Regions from separate parts of the Mus musculus genome. Here region 1 is linked to region 2. The links are chromatin contacts, called in public HiChIP or PLAC-seq maps. All regions are on one chromosome and are shown on one strand. Each heading gives the region's core, a stretch centred on a gene start, on an enhancer-like site or on the middle of the called end of the contact. The rest is flanking DNA. Distances are from core to core; before and after follow the strand shown.

What was found. HiChIP or PLAC-seq counts read pairs in DNA pulled down with a chosen protein or histone mark.
Region 1: an H3K27ac HiChIP or PLAC-seq map of regulatory T cells shows a contact between it and region 2, with 5 times the contacts expected there. The contact joins two enhancer-like sites. A contact is called at or near these places in 1 of 15 datasets of contacts at CTCF or cohesin (the NIH/3T3 cell line), 2 of 484 Hi-C or Micro-C datasets (bone marrow-derived macrophages and regulatory T cells) and 2 of 115 datasets of contacts at active chromatin or transcription factors (CD8 T cells and regulatory T cells).

Annotation. Positions count from the first base shown.
Region 1 is chr13:37,287,476-37,294,798 of GRCm38.p6, reverse strand. No RefSeq gene overlaps it. Among named protein-coding and RNA genes, the nearest start is that of Gm30600, 42 kb to the right of the region's middle. Within about 2 kb of position 3,883, at least 68 of the 459 cell types and tissues checked have an H3K27ac peak or open chromatin away from gene starts, as enhancers often do. A contact at or near this core is called in regulatory T cells, where this site is marked.
Region 2 is chr13:36,803,215-36,809,787 of GRCm38.p6, reverse strand. No RefSeq gene overlaps it. Among named protein-coding and RNA genes, the nearest start is that of Gm30489, 17 kb to the left of the region's middle. Within about 2 kb of position 1,332, at least 29 of the 459 cell types and tissues checked have an H3K27ac peak or open chromatin away from gene starts, as enhancers often do. A contact at or near this core is called in regulatory T cells, where this site is marked.

The DNA of each region.
Region 1 (7,323 bases), core at 2,634-5,133, 480 kb before region 2:
TTTGTTGCTATCAGTCTTCTTTCACTTCAAGTCTCTGGAGTGTTATTTAAAAGTTCTTTCCACATAACTAAATGCTACATTTAAGAATTACATTGATTTTATAATTTTAATTTGTCTTGTCTGGATTTTTAAATCAGTTGATATTTGTGCCACAAAGTAGACATTTTCTTTCATCTGGTGAAGGTTTCCAAAGATATAGTTATGGAAAAATTTCTACCCTTTTCTCTTTCATTTGAACTGCCATCTCTGTCATCTAACATGTTCTCGAACATTATTTGGCTTGTTTCTGGGCTTCCATCGATCTAGCATTAAAGAACTCTGAAGAAGCCATATGGAAACCTGCTACTTGTACAAGCTTTCTAAACTCTCTATATAGTTTAAAATTAATTACCATATAATGGGGGGATAATACCTCTCCCAGAAGACCTAGGCTATCAAAAAACAAAACAAAACAAAACAAAACAAAACAACCAACCCAATGTCAGGTGTGGGTTACCTCTTCTTGAATTGTTGGTCAGTGGGATCTGACATATCCCCCAAATACTATAGGTTATTGCCATTGATCATAGTTACTCTCCAGAACTTGATGGTGAGGCCCACATATTTGAGTCACAGAACATGGAGAGAGTCAGTTGGTACCAATCTGGAAACTTCTTCCTTCCCGGCTGGCATTATTCATAGTAGGAGGTACTATGCCCACTACTAGGGAGGAAAAGAATCAATAGCCTTATCCAGCTGTGAACACTGTGTGCTTCAATACCAAGTGATTTGGGAACTGCCCATTTGTGCAATAGTGACACGAATATTATCAGAGTTACCAACAACTTTTTTTTTATAAGATATTTTCTCTATTTACAGTTCAAATGTTATCCCCTTTCCTTGTTTCCCCTCCAAAAACCTCCATTCCATTCCCTCTTCCCCTGCTCACCAACTCACCCACTTCTGCTTTCCTGTCCCCTACACTGAGGCATCGAGCCTTCTGAGGACCAAGGACCTCCCTTCCCATTGATGTCCAACAAGGCCATCATCTGCTACATATGCAGCTGGAGCCATGGGTTCCTCCATGTGCACGCTTTGGTTGGTGGTTTAGTCCCTGGGAGCTCTGTAGGGCATTGGTTGGTTCATATTGTTCCTCCTATGGGGCTGCAAGCAACAACTTTTTAAAAATTCAGTTTAAGTTCTATTCCATGAAATGGAACTCATGTCTGTTACTTTTAACTGAGCCAAGAACTCATGACCTGATAGCCCATAAGCCCTAGGAAAGAACCAACTCTATTATTCTGCTAAATGGACAGAGTACTAAGCTGCCTCCTAAGTACTTATCTTTATACCCATAAAGCAGCACAGCACGCAGCTCTCATTATCGATGCTTCTTGCTTGCAGGAGAGGGTGATTACTATAGAGAATCACGTTGGTCAAAGTGCAGAGGATTAACTGTGGAAAGCTTAGTCCTAAATGGAGCATCTATGTCATATCTATCTCCTCCTGTCAAGGCTGAGCTATCATCATGGAAAAGGGAGCAGGAAGATCTTAAGAACACGAGCTAATAGATGACTGTAGCGAAGCCATGCTTCTCAGATATAACCGGACTGCTGCACACATATACTAATATCAACTGTGACTATATGAACAAGACCCATGCAAGTTGTACCCAGAAGAAATTCCCAATTTCATCTACTCTTTTTTTTCCTAACCCTACTGAGTCTTCTCATCGGTGCCTGCGTGTGCCCAGGTGAGGAGTCATCCAGTGGAACACAGGTCACATGACAGGTGCCACAGATGAAGAAAACCGATTCTCGTACCCACACCAGCCACAGTTGCCAATAGCTCCTCAATTAGGAGTTAGCTCTAATAAGTCCCTCTGCCTTCCATGCTGGAATTTGGCTACTATTTCTCTGTAGTGATCTACTGCTACCTCTGGATCTCAGTTTTTTTCTGCCCCCCTCTTCCATGATAATCCTTGAGAACTGGGAAACAGAACGTGCTATAGGTTTCCTATTTAGGGCTGATAACTCCACAATCTCTTATTCTTTGCACTTTGACCACCAGGTGTGAGTCTCTGTATTCAACATCATCTCCTGCAAAAGTAGCTTCTCTGATGATGGTGGAGAGCCACACGAATCAATGGGTATAAAGATAAATGTTTGGGGACAATTTATACTATGTCCATTTATTAGAATATTTGTAATAGGTTCTTCCCTAGAGCTTATGATACACTAAGCCCTAGGTTTTTGGCTCAGTTAACTGCAGTAGGCATGAGTTCCATCTTGTGGGGTAGACCTCAAATACAATCAGAAAATGGTTTGCTACTCCAGAGACATTCATGCCACTATTACACTATTGTGTTTTAGTGGCTGCCAGGCTGGTCATTGCTGTAGCTTACAGGAGTCACAGCTGAGTAAACCGTTACTTTTCTCCCACAGTAATATGGACAATGCCTCTGATTCCATGACTGCTAGCCAGTAGGGATGAAGTATTCAGGGCAGTATCAGTTGATTTCTCCGTGTTCTATGGCTCAAGTATTTTCAGCAACAGGATCTTACCATCAAGTTTAGGAGGGTAACAAAGACTGATGGCATAGGTTATTTTGGTTTTGGTGAGGGGGTGTCTATGAGATTTATTACCAACATGAAGAGACACAATTTACACTGGACGCTGTTTTCTTGTTTTTTTTTTTTTTTTTTTTTTTGATAACTTATGGCATCTGGAAGATGTTTTGTCCCTAGGTATAGGGTAATTCCACTTATTTTATACATGTATATGTGTATGTGTTTGTGTACATGTTTTTGAAGCTCACACAATAGTAGGTTTCCATAGATCATGATATGTCTATGTGTGCACATGTGCATTTGAGTGCCAGTGGCCACCAGCATAAAGAGTTAGATCTTCTAGGGCTAGATGCCCAGGTGGTTGTGAGCAGAAGTCTGACATGGGTGCATTGTTCTTGAACTGTTCAAGAGCAGTGAGTGCTCTGAAGGCTAAGTTGTCCCTTCAGCCCCAGTCCCCCTTCTTTATAGCTCCTGACTGTTCATGCAAGGACATGTCCTACTCTGTAGTTTGTTCAGTTCTTGAAAGGATAATGCTTCCTGAAAGGATAATGCCTCCTCTAGATTTGCATTTAACATTTCGTGGAGCTATTTATAATCTCAAGTTTTCCCAGTGTGGCCTTTGCTCTGGCTGGACTACCTAATTATCACACCGTGTTAAAGAAACCAAGCTCATTAGAACCATCTCTTTTGGATTCTTTTTTGCTTCCTCTTAACCCTGGCTAGCTGTGTTATGAGTATATGATTTTGAATGGGGAAATATAGCGGCATGCTTGAAAAACTTCAAATCCTTAGAAAATACCTCAAGAGTCATCTGCTTACTAAGGGTCTAATTTTCAAATATAAAGGACAGGACCTGATAGCTATTTGTAGCTCATTTAGGGTAGTTAATGAGGAGTTATCTAATGAAGAGGCTGAGCAACAGCCTAAGAGTCCTCTTGAATAGGCTTAATCATCTTTGTCTGATGATAATCTATTCATCTTTTTTTTTTAAACCTACCCAAAAGGATACTGAGGAGGTGACTGATTTAGAAATTTAGTAACATATTCAATCCAGTTTGGATTGGTTTTGTATACTGAAAAGGAATCACTGTTTAATAAGTGTGCTTCTACTATATAATTCACAGAGAAGAGAAACATGCTATTTAAGAAAAAGAAACATATTAGATGAGCTCGGGATTGTTAAGTAGCTTCCTAAGTGTTTGGCAATCTTATAATTTTCCCCTTGCTTTGTCTGCATATCTCACTTTTCTTTCCAGACTTGGTTGGGTTCTTTTAAAAGTCATCGTCTCCTGAAGCATGTAATTTTAAGTAACAAGACAGTGAAGTGACATATTGCAACACTGGAATTGTTGAGTCAGCCCTTCATAATTTCACAACTGTTAAAATACTCACACTGGAAACTATGACTAACTCCCTCTAATTCTCAAAAGCCCTCTCAAGAGAAAACTCACATTTTGTGCTACTCAAATGCCATCAAAATGACTCCCTTCTGGCTCCTAGTTCAGCTCAGCAGGCAGCTAGTAGAATAGCAGGTTGGTGCCTGTAAGCAGCTGTGGGCTGCATTAAAAGCTCGCCAGTAATTGTGTCTGAGAGATGAATAGGGCAGAGCCCACTACAGACTCAAGGTTGAAAAAAAAACCCAACAACAACAATGCTTAACAGATTCTGTTATGATTGCATCTTACAAGACATCCACCAATATTTAAGAATGTAAAAATCACTGGTTTTGATGGAGTTTGATGATGCTTTAAAAGGCATGTGTCAGATGCTGAAGTTTAGGGAAATTACAAAATTGAGTTCTTGAGATTCCTCTAAAATCCCCCCCCCCATTTTATTTTAGGGGTATGGGTGTTTTGCCTGCATGTAACTCTGCACAGCACTTGAGGTCTTGGTGCCCAGGGAGGCCAGAAGAGAGTCTCAAATCCCCATAGGACTGAAGTTATAATGGGTAGGAGCTGCCATGTGGATCCTTATGAAATTTATCCAACAAAATGCTTTAGCGCTATTGAAGGTGCTTTTAAAGTCCTCACAGATTACCCAAGTCCCTCTTGCCTTACAGAAATCTTCATCTGGTGAACCAGTTTGTTCAGCCAGAGCCACAGGCCCAGCCAAAGGTACTTGCTGTCTTATTTGTATATGTATTAAGGAGCTGATATTTCTGGTCTTTAAAAAAATGCCCTCTCTGAGTTGTCTGATGTGGATACAAGCATTGCAGTCACTTTTTGACTAACAATTAAAACAGGTCCTGAGAGATGTACCATCAAATTCAGGTGACTTCCTGTGTGAAAACCCTGTGGATCTCTTACACAAGCCTAGATGCTGGAGGTCAGTCAGGGAATATGGCCACTTAAAGCGACAGAGACACAGCAAAGACAAGACTGGGGGAGCTGTTGCCAGCGTCCCAGGGTGCACTTTCACAATCAACACTCTTTAAATAAGTAGGGGTATTCTCCACATGACCAAGAAAAACACGCTATTATCAATTGCATAAACAACCCAATAAATACAGATAAATGCATAAACAGCAAGCCAGCCACATAATTAATTGGTTGTTATCATGATCAAATACTACATGCTTTCTGTTATTTCATGTGTCACTATGCTGCTTTTATTAAACAATTTTTACATACAACATTTTTGATCATATTATCTCCCTTCCCCAATTTCTCCTGGATCTCCCCACCTCTCTATATGTTCTCTCTCTCTCTCTCTCTCTCTCTCTCTCTCTCTCTCTTTCTCTCTCCTCTGCCTCTGCCTCTCTCTCTCAAAACAGAAAAACAAACAAACAAAAAACAACCAACCAATCAATCAATCAATCAATCAATCAATCAAACAAACAAACAAACAAAAGATTCTGGAACTAAACACACATCACCTTAAAAGCCCACAGAGTCTGTTTTGTGTTGGTCACCTTCTTCTGGGCATGGGATCTGCCCTGGAGTGTGGTTCTTTGAAGATAACTGACTTTTCCTCTCCCAGCAGGTATCAATTACAAACAGCTTTTTGGTTAGGGGAGGGGTTTTGTCTTCACTTCTTCTCAGTGGTGGTGTGTGGTCTGGTTTGGACCTTTGCAAGTCTTGTGCACGCATGCTGCCACAGTCTCTGTGAGTTCATGTTTATCAGCCCTATTGTGTCTGGAGGATGCTCTTTCCCTTAGAGTGAGTCATCAGACACCTCTGGCTTTTACACTCCTTCTGTCTCCTCATCTGAATAGTCTCCTGAGCCTTGAGTGAAGACTTTGATAAAGGCATCCCATATAGAGATGAGTTCTCCAAGGTCTCTCTCTGCACATTGTCCGGTTGGTCTCTGTGTTAATTCCCACCTGCTGCAAGAAGAAGCTTCCAGATTAGGGCTGATCGATGAAGTGATCTGTGGGGATAGCAATGTGTCACTAGGAGTCATTTTCTTTCTATGATTGGCCACCAGAGTGGTAGGTATGCTGATACCAACAGTGCTGAAGCCAGGTAAGGAAACATGTAATGTCACCAGGCTAAAGGAACAAATCATCATTGTCATTATGATTTATGGGATCCTGTCTATGGGGGCCCATCATCAACTCAAATGCTATATGGCACATGGCTAATACTACATTACAGGTTTCACAGATAAGAACACTGAAGTGGTGGGTAGTTAAGTAGCCTCATTTTACAAATGGGAAGACTGTCTCATTAATTTCAATCTTTGTTGCTTGTGTCAGGTAGTGTCTATGGTGTGCCCAGATCACCCTCTGTACTGGCTAGTTTTGTGTCAACTTGACACATCTGGAGGAAATGCCTCAACTGAAGCTTCTTTTTCTGTGGCTACCTGTTGGCTCAGAAGTCTTTGCTCACAGGGCTGGATCTTGTGGAAGCTCCTGCCTTGTATCCCTAACCTGGTGGAAAAATTCACATCCTGGTCCTTTATTCTAGAGCAATCAACTTTATGCTTGACGTAAGGACAGCAGGTCCTTTGGCCTTGGGTAAACTTACTTCTGACCTACCCCTTGCTACCTACTTGGAAGAAGAAAAGGACAGAGAAGCCTCTAAGCTAAGGCATGGAGACTTCACACTCAACTTTGTCCTCTATGTGTTAGATTTTGAACTTATCTCACCTAAACTCTTTTCCTCCCTAAATGGGGGACCTCTGTTTAAAAAATTACACGTGTCAACATACTGGAGATGTTTTATAATGTCTGAAGTGCTTCACACACACATGATTCATGTCTGATTCCACAGTCCCCGCTGTGACTAGGTTTAAAGATGCTCCATGTTTGGATCAATATTCAAAGAGGGTCTTAAAATCATCTGAAATGAGAATTTATATCAGGAAGTATAAGAGATGTGAGACTCTTCCAGACTACAGATAGAAGACACACCTGAGGACAGAGGCTATCTAATACAGCAATGTGCCCATGCAGTGAGAACGCTGGGTCAGGGAGCCAGGAGACAGCTGGGAGGAAGAGGCCTGTGAGTCTCCACACGTGTGCATATCTGAGTGTATGTGAACATGTGGGGTATGTGTGTGTGTATGTGAACATGTGGGGTATGTGTGTGTGTGTATGTTAACATGTGGGGTATGTGTGTGTGCATACAATAGGAGGAGGAGAGACTGTACTAGGCATTTCATGTGATCATATGTCTGATGTGTATACACGTGATCATGTGTGTAATATGTACATACAATCATGTGTATTGTATGTATGTGTGCTGTGGACTGAAAGAAAAAACACTGCACCTCGCAAAGCATTTATGTGATTATATTCCTTTCTTGCTATCAGCCCTGTGAGTCTTCCTCC
Region 2 (6,573 bases), core at 83-2,582:
TTTTAAAAAATATTTGTCCTATCTTGAGATGATCACGTAACTTCTTAATAATCTATCTACATACTAAGCTGCATCAACATATATTTCTATTAGACTACTAATGTCAAATAACTGTCCATCCCTTGGTTTGGAGGTACTGTCACTTTATTTAAGATTTTTCCTGTGTGCTGATAAGTGAGAGCTTTGCATACATCCCTCATGCACAGTGCCCTTGACCGATCTTTATAACAAGATTATACCAGCCTCATAAAAGGAACTGGAGAATTTGCCTTCTATTTTAGTCAGTGGAACACATTATATAAGGCAAGAATTATTGGTTCCTTCGTATTTTATGAGAATAATTAATGAAATAGTTTGGACCAGTATTTTTAAGGGGAAATAGTTTAATTTTTTTTCAGATTTTTAAAGGCATAGGACTGGTTATCGCTGCTTCTTCAAGCAGATTAGCAGGACTTATATTTTTCTAAGAATCTATTTCACTGAACCTTCAAACTGTTAGACATAGATTGCCTTAGATCTTAAAATGCACAATTACTAGACTTAAATTCTTTTTTATTTCTAATGTCACTTTTGGTGACATTGTTAATCATAAGGCTCTATATTATTTAAAGTTCTTTTTTTCCTTTAAATAAGTTATTTTGCAAATAACTTGTTTCTCTATTTTAATTTCTGTGTTTGATTCTTTCATTCTTTGAATTTATTCTGTTCTTGATTTCCTAACTCCTTGAGATTTATGCTATTTTGTGAATTTTCAATTTCTTTTTCTTTTAAACTTCATTTAAGAATGTGGTTATATCTCAAAATACTGCTGTGGTAGTTTGAATGAGAGCAAGCCCCATAATCTCATATGTTTAAATACTTGGTCCCTAATTGGTGAGAGTGTTTGGAAGGGATTCAGAAATATAGCTTTATTGGAGGAGATGTGTCACTGGAGGCAGGATTTGAGGTTTCAAAAGACCACACCCATTCCCAATTCGTATTCTCTCTCTCTCTCTCTCTCTCTCTCTCTCTCTCTCTCTCTCTCTCTCTCTCTCTCTCTCTCTCTCTCTCTCACTCTGCTTCACAGTTGTGTCTCAGGATGTAAGTTCTTAGCTACTGCTCCAGTGCCTTGCCTACTACTCTCTGCTTCCTTACTCCCTGCCAGGAGAATCTCTCACCCTCTGCAACTTTAAGCTTTAATAAGCTTTGTCTTCAAGAAATTGATAATGATAATTGATAATGGTATTTTAGTACAGCAATGAAGCATAAGTAAGACAGCAACTCTATAACATTGAGAATTTTAGTTGATCAAAGCTGTTTTCACTCCTTTCTAGAGATGCTTGGTCTTCTATTGTGACTTCTACTGACAGAAATCATTTGAATTTGTGGTCTCTGTATAAATGATGGTAGTGTCTTTCTTTAACTGATCTGTAATTTTATTTATGACAGAATATTGATATAGATAGATAATCTGCATGACCTTTTCAGTGTTTCTGAAACTTTTTATTTAGCTTTTACTGGTTCTTTGTGAATTTCACATCATGCACACCAATCCCACTTATCTCTTCATCTCTTTGTACCCACACTCTGCCCTTGCAAAAAATCCCCAGCCCCAAGTCAGAGGGGAAAATCTCATTGCGGTCGCTGTAATGTGTCACAGTGTGTTCCACAGTGTAGTCCTTGGTTCACTCTGTTTTACTTACAGATGTTCATTGCAGTGAGTCACTGGTCTGGTTCAAGGTTCTGGTTTCTGCTACACTATCAATATCCTGTAAACACTTCATAGTTGGATTTGGTGGAGTTTTCTTAACCTGACTTAAGAACCTCTGGTTTAAATATATTTTTAAGTTCCATGTTTTAAAGTCACTGTTAATTTAAACTTACTCTGATCACCTTTCCTGCCCACTTAGCCATGATATTTTGGCCTCTTTTCTATTCTATTCTTCCTTTTCATTTATCAATATTGATTTTCAACTCCTTTTTTTCCTTCCTCTACCTTTATGCAAGTGAGTGTTGTGTTTTTATTTTAATAGTTTAACTTTAAATGTGTACTTCTTAAGACAGATTCTCTCTTCTTGAACAAACCAAAGACCTTGTGTAACCTAGTCTGTACCATCTGACACACAGGCAAAAAGAAAGAAAAAAAAGGAAACAAACAAAGAAAGAAAAGCAAACAGAAATTGAATCATAAACTGTGTTTCATTTGGAAAATCAATAATTTGAGAGGACAGTGGATTAACATCTTAGAATATGGCCTCTAACTGGCATGTTGTACAGGAAGAGAAAGCAAAGACCACTGGTCCTTTTAAAGCCTAGTGGTGTCCTTCTGGTCAGTTGGCTTTTCTGTTGACTATACTTTCTATCCCTTTGTCTTTGCATTCCCCTAAGCAGTCAGCTACTACATGTGTTGCATGTATGGGGCTGTGGTAGAGATGACTTGTGTCTAGCCTTACATTATTGTCCAATCTCTTACTCATCATTGCTCTCACATTCAGCTCCTTCATCCTCTGTTCATTCATTTCTTGGCCACAAGTTATCTCACATAGACTCATTTGTTTAGTTCGTTTTAGTTTGAAAATATCTCCATTTTTGTCCACACATTTCAGTGCTTGCCTTTCCATGTGTGAACCTCTACTCCAATCCTTATTTCCTTTTGTCCCTTTCAACTAGTAATTGACTTCCAGCTCCTTTTGTAATGATGAAATATCTTTTGAAACTCTGCTATTGTTCTTTTATAGGAATTTTTTTCTGATGATTTAGGTTTTTTTCCTTTGGTTTTAGCACACATGAATAATTTTACTATGGTATGCTTGCTATAGGTAGGCTTATTTTTATTTCACCATCAACATTAAGCTTATTTTTCTTAAATTGTAACAAAAATATTTTTCACCATTATTATAGGAGACATTATTTTTCTGTTTATCCCTTTCTTCTAGAATGCTTCCCAGATACATATTTAATTTCTTATCCTATTCTCTGCACTATTGATTTTACCTTTGTATAATCCAATTTCTCATCTTTTTGTTACATCCTGGCAGTTTTGAGGTTTCTTTGCTGTTGTTATTTTGGAAAATTGATTTTTTTTTCATATATTATATTCTGATTACAGTTCCCCTTCCCCATTCCTCCCAGTCCTTCCCCACCTTCCCCGCCTTCTGTATCCACCCTGTCTCTATTTCTCACTAGAAAACAAGCAGGCATCTTAGAAATAATAATAACTTAAAATATAATACAATAAAACAAAAGTAAATGCTTGTTTCAGATTCCCACACATGCATATATTATCTTCTAATTGAATCCACTTCCAGCTCCCTCTTTTTTAGCTCTTTCCCTATCCCTCCACCACTTTCTCTCCCAACCTCATGGGTACTGTTTTAAAAATCCACAGTCGCCTTATTGTTCCATATATGTGCATTTGTGTAGGGCCATCTACTGAATCTCTCTTCCTAAGTATCTGTCAACTGCCAATAGTTCCTCAGTGGTGGTATTTTGCCAGCCTTGAGCTTATAAAGTTCCTGCATGTGCTCTGTCTTTTCTACTCAGAATAGCGTATAGAAGAAGCCGTTGTTTTCCTAGTACCACCATATTAGATCTCGTTCTTACTGATGTCTGCCTCATACAGCCCCAAGACTCTGACTCCTGCACCTTTAAACATTGAAGTACCTACATTAACAAGACCGGAAGGCATGCCCCGTCTTCAGGGCACCACAGTATCTGCTCACACTCAGAATTTTCAGTCTCTTCTCTTTCTGGCATTGTAACTGCATTTCTCCTTTCTGAAATATCCACTTTATATTTAAAGGAGTTTTATTTACCCATTTATTTTGTGTAAAATTTTATACAGTATATTTCTATCCTATTTTCTCTATCTTAGCCCTTCACAAATTCTCCCCATTTCCCTACCCAGTCAACTTTGTTTTATGTTTTCACTTTCTCAAATAAAAAAACACAAATAACAACAACAATAATAATAACAACAATAAGAAATGACAAAACAACACAAAAACCTAAAAAAAAAAAAAGGACTTTGTTTTGTGTTGGCTAGCTACTCCTGAGCTTGACAACTACCTTGAGGTGTGGCTGTTATACCCAGTTACTCTACATTGAAAACACCTGATATTTCTCTTGCCAACAGGTATCAGCTATAAATAGTTTCCTGGTTAGGGGTGGGACCCTCTGTTTACTTCCTCCTCTCGGTACTGGGATTCTACTTGGCTTGAATTTATGCAGGATTTACACATGCTGCCACAGTCTCTGAGTTTATATGACCATCAGTCCTGCTGGGTCTGGAAGACAATGTTACCTTGGAGTCATCATGCATAAGAGTTTTGTCTGCATGTGTGTATGTCCACCACATGTGTGCCTTGGTGCCTGCAGAAGAGGCCATTGGCTCCCTCTGGAACTAGAGCTGTGCATGGTTGTAGGTCAGCATACAGATGCTTCAAACTAAGTTCATGTCCTCTGCAAGAGCGCCAAGTGCTCGTAATCACTAAACCAACTCTCCAGCCCCAGATCACTTCTTTTTTTATCAATGTCTGGTGCTTGAAGCAGAAAAGTTTCAAGTTGCCTTGGCTCATGGTGCTGGAAAGCCAGCAGCTACACACCCTTGTATTTTAAGGTTTATTCGTCTCTGAAACTGTTACCCATAGAAAACTGAGACTACCCCAGGGAAACGCCATGCTAAAATTATTTCATTCATAGTTCTCTATAAATCTTTTTACATTTCAATAAAAATAGAACAAACTTTTATAGGAATTCAACAAATGTATGATACATGGATTGTTCCAAAGGTAGGACTACTTCTAGGAGTGGTCATTTGAGACAATTGTTCTAAACAAAGTTTTCAAGAGAGACATAAAATGTCTTTTAGGACACTTTTAACTAAAGCAATGCTTCAAATACCAGATTAGCAGGATAAGCAGATAAGCATGGTTCAATAAGGAAGCAAACAGCATGAGAAGCCATGACACATTGTGGCAGGAGGTGTTGAGATAAATATTTTCTTCAATGTGTTAAAATATAGTTAGTAATTCTATATGCTTCTGGGATTCTTAAGCAGATACATTTATCTACAGTATAATGAGATTTGCATCTACAAAAGAAAAATTGTTATTTCAGGCTTAGAGAGGTGGCTCAGTGGTTAAGAGCACTCACTAACTGCTCTTCCAAAGGGCTTGAGTTCAATTCCCAGCAACCACATGGTGCCTCACATCCATCTGTAATGATATCTGAGGCCCTTTTTCTGTTGTGTCTAAAGACAGCAACAGTGTACTCATAGACATACAGTAAATAAATAATTAAAATGATTAAAATTTCTGTCACTTAGTGATGTCATGGATGCCATTTTACAGAAGATAATACTATAAAACTATATATTGTATCATGTGGGTAGCAGTACTTAGATGCCCTCTGTGATAGTTTGCATATGCTCTGCCCAGGGAGTGGCACTATTAGAAGGCATGGCCCTGTTTGAGTAGGTGTGGCCTTATTGGAGTGGATGTGTCACTGTGGGTGTGGGCTTTAAGACTCTCATCCTTGCTGCCTGGAAGCCAGTGTTCTAGAAGCAGTCTTCAGATGAAGATGTGGAAATCTCAGCTCCTTCTGTACCATACCTGCCTGGATGCTATCATGCTCCAGCCTTGATGATAATAGACTGAATCTCTGGACCTGTAAGCCAGCCCCAATTAATGTCATTTTAAGAGTTGCCTTGGTCATGGTGTCAATCCACAGCAGTAAAACCCTAGCTAAGACACTCTCTTTATCATCTCTCTTTTTGTGAAAAGGAGAAGTGAACACAAACCCCTCCCCTAACCAAAAAGTTATTTCCAATTGATACCTGCTAAAAGAGTGGAATTCAGTGCTCTCCAATAGAAGGTCATTGAGCATGCTGACCACACTCCAGGGTAGACAACATGCCCAGGAGCAGTTGGCCAAAACACAAAATAATTCCATCGTTTTGTGTGTTCTTTCTTTTGCTTTGTTTTGGTAATATATTTTGTCTTATTGGGAGAGGGTTGTTTGTTTTGATTTTCATATTTTCATTTCGTCATTTTGGTTGCTTTTTCTTTAGACAGAGCTACAGACTGAGAGAGTGAAGGAAGAAAAAAGAAAGAGAAAGTTGGGTGAATAGGGAGGTATGAGGGTCTGGGAGGGTTTGGGGGATGGAAAAATGCAATCAAAATAGATTGCATAAAGATTTTATAAGTAAGTGGGGTGTGGTGGTACATGCCTGTAATTCCAGCATTCAGGAACTGTAGGTGTGTGCACATGAGTGTGGGTGCTTATTGGAGTCAGAAGTATAGAATCCCTCAAGATCAGGTGCTACAAGCAGTTGTAAGCCACACAGTGTGGCTAAAAACTGAATGGGGCCCTCAGCAAGAGCACAACATGCTCTTAGTCATTGAATCATTCCTTAAACCCCATCTTGTTCTTTTACTACGTCAGAGGCTGTGTCAAGTGATCAGCCCGGACACGCTAGGCTTGTGTAAATGCACCCCATGATGGGCACTCAATGAAAAAGTTCCCCTGTGTTCTATTTCTTAGGACACTGTCTGTCCTACCATTAAGCAATGCAGGCTGCACATAGTTTTCCTC